2 separate regions of the Bos taurus genome follow, and region 2 is linked to region 1. The links are chromatin contacts, called in public Hi-C maps. All regions are on one chromosome and are shown on one strand. Each heading gives the region's core, a stretch centred on a gene start, on an enhancer-like site or on the middle of the called end of the contact. The rest is flanking DNA. Distances are from core to core; before and after follow the strand shown. Region 1 holds the start of SIK2 (salt inducible kinase 2). Region 2 holds the start of PPP2R1B (protein phosphatase 2 scaffold subunit Abeta).

Region 1 (2,699 bases), core at 143-2,642:
ATAGTACTGAGTGACTGAATTGAGCTGAAACATTGTAAGAATAAGTAAGCACCTGTGGATTGTTTTTTAGAATTCATTGTTATAGTCCATTTCCATGAGTATTCATTCATGATGCTCCAATTGTCCCAGATGGGTAAGTGAAGGTAACTTCGAACTGACTCCTGTTTCCTTTTGACATGTCCGCATTCTTTGAAAATCTTGCTTTCTGGGACAAGACCTTTTAAGTGCATTTTATACTTTCCCTCTCTGTCTGGGAATAAAGCCATTTCTCCAGAGTCTGGTTCCTTTTATTCAAAATATTAAAATAACGCTGTACCTGTTTCCCTGGGTCAGCATATGAAAGATCAGTGTGGTGATTTGCTATCCTAACTTTAGCATTACCAGTGTGACCTTGGCAATTTCCTTCATTCCCAAGGGGTTGATTCCTCATCTGAAAAGAAACTGGATTAGGTAAGTATTTCTTAAGCTTTTCAAGGTCACCAACACGTTTAAAAGCTATATTCCCATCTTCCCAGAGGCAAGCTCAAAGAAGCAAAAAAAAAAAAAAAAGAAAGAAATTTGCACACATTTTAGGGGTTTCGAGCCCCAAAGCCCATTTGAGGCTCCAAATCCCTCGATTTGGTGATCTCCAAAGTCTACTTCACCGCTGATACACTGTAAGGGTCGGTGCGGGTGTCAGAATGAACCCTAAGAGACATCAAATTTGGAGGGATGTATATAGAAACAGATGAGAAAAAGATACAAAGAAAGGAGCCTGTGAGCAATGCATTGCTCAGCCAGAGTTCTTCGCCCGTGCCAAATTTAGGAAGAACAGTAGTCATAGGCGAGAGGTTTTGGCGGGAAGGTCCCATGGGTGGGCGGGGAACGCCTGGCCCCGGGAAGGAGATGCCGGGGGCAGGGGAAGGAGACCCAGGTCCGGCCCCAGTCGCTGCAGCCCTCCGCGCCGCCCACCAGGGCTCGCTCTTACCCTTCGGCTGGGTGGCCGAGGAGCGGGGCGGGCCAGGCGGCGACCCCGCCCCGCTCCTCAGCTAGGCGGCCGTGAGCTCTGAGGGCGCCGGAGCCCGGAAGGAACGCGCCGTCCAGGCCCCTCCCACCTGCCCTCCCTCGCGGCCGCTCGCCGCCGACGTCGGCGGGGCTCCGGTCGCCATGGTGACCAATCGAGGCCCGGTCCCGCCCCCGCCCCTCTGTCCCGGCCCCCTGACGTCGGCTTACGTCAGCGGCGGCGCGCGCCTGGCTGGGCCCTGCGGAGCGGGAGGGACGGAGCGCAGGAGAGAGCGGAGCCGCAGTCGCCCGAGCGGAGCCGCGCAGCCAGTCCGCCCGCCAGCCCGCCAGCCCGCCCGCCCGCCGGCCAGTCCGCGCTCCAGTCCGCCGTGCCTGGCAGCGGGGCCCAGCATGGTCATGGCGGATGGCCCGAGGCACTTGCAGCGCGGGCCGGTCCGGGTGGGGTTCTACGAAATCGAGGGCACGCTGGGCAAGGGCAACTTCGCCGTGGTGAAGCTGGGGCGACACCGGATCACCAGGACGGAGGTGCGGCCCGGGGCTCGGCGGGAGCGTCCGAGGCGAGGGTTCGGGAGACGAGCTGTTGGCCGAGAGGGCCGGCTGCCGCGGGGGGCCTGGGCAGCTCCGAGAGGCCGGGTCACCGGCTCAGGCGAGAGGGCCTGGGAATGTGAGGACCCAGAGAGCTCCAGGGGTCGGTGAACACCACGGGGACCGGGGCCGCGTCGCCCGGACCTGGGTGTCGTCCGATTTGGAGAGCCGGGCCGCCAGGCGCTTTGCCTTCTCTGGGCCACCCTTGGGGGCCCCCTGGAATTTCGCCCAGAGCCTCGCACCCGGGGCCGTGACCTAGTCTGTGGGCCTCCGCTCCGGAGCCCAAGTTCCGCGTCTTCCCGGCTTTCAGCTGGGGGTGGGGTGGGAGGGGAAGTCTCCGCGCTCCTGGGCTGCGCGATGAGAGGCGTCGCCAGCCCGGCCGAGGGGACCGCCTGCGCCCCGACGCCCCGGACGGGGCTCCTCGAGGCTCCGGGGGAACCGCGGCGCCCCCTCCCCGGCCGCTCGAGGAAGGGGGCCCCCGGAGGCCGGGAGGCCGGGAGCCCGGAGCGCCACGGTCCCATCTTCTCTCCGTTCCTGGTGCCAGACAGTATCTCTGACCTGGTGTCAGGCTCGCTGGATCTCGCGCCTGAGGCATTTCCACCTCAGTACTCCAGACAATAGAGCCGGTTAAAATGGTCATCTGGGCATTCGCACAGTTGGTGGGGTTGGTCTTATGCTAGGTGATTTCTTTACCAGGTGTGCGTTCTGGCGGTGAATACGCGTTCCTTAAGCCGCGTCAGATTCTACCTGTCTACTCTAAAAGCCCTCGACTGCTTCCTGACCGGGAAGCCAGCATCTCCCCCCGCCCTCCATCGCACATTCTCGCGCACCGCACATATTTTCTCGCAAGTCTCTGTTCTTACCTAACCTGCCCCCCCTTCCTTTCACCGCCTCAAGCTGCTCTCCTCAGGGTCTCTATTTTAAGACGTGCAAATTAAATACTTTAGAAAAACGGTAGAAACAAAACCATTCTTTAGAATAAAACCTTGTGTTTTTGGCGTACTCTACTTTGCCTCATTGTAGTTGTTCTGGAGTTTCATCCTTTGCTTTTTTTTTTTTTTTTTCCCTTCCCACTTTTCATCCTATTCAGCGTTTCACCTTGTTAGTGCGAA
Region 2 (2,699 bases), core at 83-2,582, 160 kb after region 1:
GTGTCTTCATGGATTTATTTTATAGAAGGAACTAGAAATTCATAATCGCACATCAATTACTTTTCTATTAGCTAAATAATTAATATCTGAATATGTCCGGCCACAACATTACAATATATGCTTTGCCCTGTTTCTTCACAGTAGAAACAACAGGCTCAGTTTAGTACTAATACTATGGGCAACAAATACAAAACAACAATCCAAGTTTTGAAAGCCACTGGAAAACAGAAATGCCCAGGCCTTTCCTCAAAGAGTCACATACCTGTAAGGAATGGCAGCAGTTCAGTTCGTGTCCTTTCTACTCCGAGTGCTAGAGCAATTGTTGATAATTTCTTAATACTATTGAGACGGAGCTTTAAAAAAAAAAAGTAGAAAGAAGAATGAAGTAAAGAAGCAGTTGTGATTTAGACCAAAAGAGAGTAGCTGCAAATAGGTGAGGTAATGGCATACTGATAAGAAGGAAAAAAAAAAACCTTTAATTTACACTTTATTCTATGAGGAACCTCAAAAACAAGGGAACACGCCTTCTTTAGCTAAAGTAAGATTTCTCAGGAGAAATCCTCTGACGGGCCCATTAAAGAAATGAAAGAAAATACAATATCCGGAAAAGCGAGACAATTTTAAAAAGAGAGAAATGTAGCAGTGGTCAAGCAGGTGAGATGGTTGAGTACCACCCCAGGCTTTTCAAAGAAAAGTTCAATCAGAGATGACATCCCGCCTCCTTTAGGTTAGTTTAGCCACCCCTCCATTCAAGCCGGGCCAGTTTCCAGCAGGCCGCGAGGAAGGCAGTCATTCCCCTGCATTTCAGAGGGCGCCTCGGCGTCCTGCAGCCCCTCGCGGCCCCGCGCCGCCCGCCTCCCGCTCGCCCCGCTACGGGCGCCGCCGGCCCCGGCGTCCTCACCGCCCGGCCCAGAAAGGGCGCCCGGGCGGCAAGCCGGTTCCCCCACGAGCACCCAGGACCAGGTGGGACGCCGGGCCGCCGCCTAAGCGGGTCAGAATAAGGCGTGCGGGGCAGGCTCCGGGGCCGCCGGGTCGAGCCACCAGAACCCCTCATGGGTCCCTCCCCTCCTCCCCGTCAAGTTTCAGCTCAGGGTCCCGGCTTTCAATCCCCGGGCCTCCCCCACAACAGGGGCCGGCTGGCCCCCTTCCCTACCACGCGCTCAGCCAAGCCCGCGTCCGCTGCCGGGCGCGACTCCAATACCTGCACGTCCTCATTGCGGAGCTCGTCGATTAACACCGCAATGGGGTAGAGCGAATCGTCTCCATCTCCGCCGGCGGCCCCCGAGCCGGTGGCAGGCCCCGCCGCACCCGCCATGTTCTTCCTCCTCCGCCTGGACTCGGCCGCCCGCTGCGCCCCCTGGCCCCGCCCCACGCCCTGGCCCCGCCCCGCGCCCTGATAGGCGGGGCTAAGGCCGGAGCTCGGCGGGAGCCGAAGTCTGGGAACTGAGTTCCTGCAGAGCGGGTGGAGACCCCTGCCAGGTCCCCGTTTCCGGAGCTGTAGGTCTGAACTCCAAAAGACAGGTGGGCTTAGAAGGCGAAAGGAGCCTCCGTGTCCTTTTCCCAGGCGAAAGAAACAGGGGCAGGGATTCATCTTGCTCGTGCTGATCTGAAGGCGTCGGGAACCTACCTGCATGACCTGTGCTGTGTCCTCTTAGGACTCAGGGGACCAAGAGGATGCTTGAGGCCAGGAGGAAAAAAGACTTAGCGCCTCCCTCCCCCGATCTCATCCTGGCCCGGAGCCATTTGGGTCTCCATCCCTAATTTCCCCCGCTATATCCTCACGCTTCCACAAGCTTCCACAGAACCCCTCCACCCCTTCCTCCGGCATGTGCGCCAGAATTGTATCTGGCTCCTGCTCCGTAAGACAAATACCGCGGGCGGTGAGAGAAAATGAACAGTGCTATCCAAACTCCCCAGTCAATATTTTTTCCGCTTTTTCCATGCAAGCTGTTAAAAACATGCTGCTCTCTTGTTTTTGTGTTTCTTTTCAGTTTGGTACTGGAATGCTGCCTTCTGTTGTATTTTCTTTCTCTTATTTTTTAGGTCTTTAGCATGCTAGAAGTACAACAATCAAGCAAAACTAGGACAAGCTTTAATCCTTCCAAATTGGGTGAAGCGGCTACTTCGCTTGTACAAGAAAGGCTAACCTGACCTCTCTAGAACTCCAAGAGTCCTCAAAGGCAGCGGTGGGAGGAGGTCCGACGGTATGAGAGTTCTTGCAAAGTTTAGTAGGAAGTTTCCATTTACCCTGCCCATTCCGGGCAGGCAGCACGGAATAACTAGAATGTCCTCTTTTTTGTTTGTTTTGGACTATAAGCTGCTTAGAGTGATCACTACCTGTGGTGATCACAAGCTCTGCAATGGTAATTTTATGTCTGATGAATAAAAAAGGAAAATTGTCAATAAATGTAATTTCAGTTCAGTTCAGTCACTCAGTCGTGTCCGACTCCTTGTGACCCCATGAATCACAGCACACACCAGGCCTCCCTGTCCATCACCAACTCCTGGAGTTCACTCAAACTCATGTCCATCCAGTGGGTGATGCCATCCAGCCATCTCATCCTCTGTCGTCCCCTTCTCCTGCCCCCAGTCCCTCCCAGCATCAGGGTCTTTTCCAATGAGTCAACTCTTCGTGGCCAAAGTATTGGAGTTTCAGCTTCAGCATCAGTCCTTCCAATGAACACCCAGGACTGATCTCC

Evidence for each region. A called contact is a pair of places that touch in the nucleus more often than the background predicts.
Region 2: a Hi-C map of liver shows a contact between it and region 1, with 3 times the contacts expected there. The contact joins the promoter of PPP2R1B here to the promoter of SIK2 in region 1. A contact is called at or near these places in 4 of 11 Hi-C or Micro-C datasets (liver, skeletal muscle, skin fibroblasts and 1 more).

The regions. Positions count from the first base shown.
Region 1 is chr15:21,926,562-21,929,260 of ARS-UCD2.0, forward strand. SIK2 (salt inducible kinase 2) reads left to right here and starts at 1,393. Exons shown (of 15, transcript NM_001192277.3): 1 at 1,393-1,527. The coding sequence starts at 1,393.
Region 2 is chr15:22,088,643-22,091,341 of ARS-UCD2.0, forward strand. It overlaps PPP2R1B (protein phosphatase 2 scaffold subunit Abeta), which reads right to left and starts at 1,333. Exons shown (of 17, transcript XM_059875085.1): 1 at 1,202-1,333; 2 at 263-353. The coding sequence starts at 1,315. It overlaps LOC101906330 (a long non-coding RNA gene), which reads left to right and starts at 1,412. Exons shown (of 2, transcript XR_237466.3): 1 at 1,412-1,521; 2 at 2,044-2,431.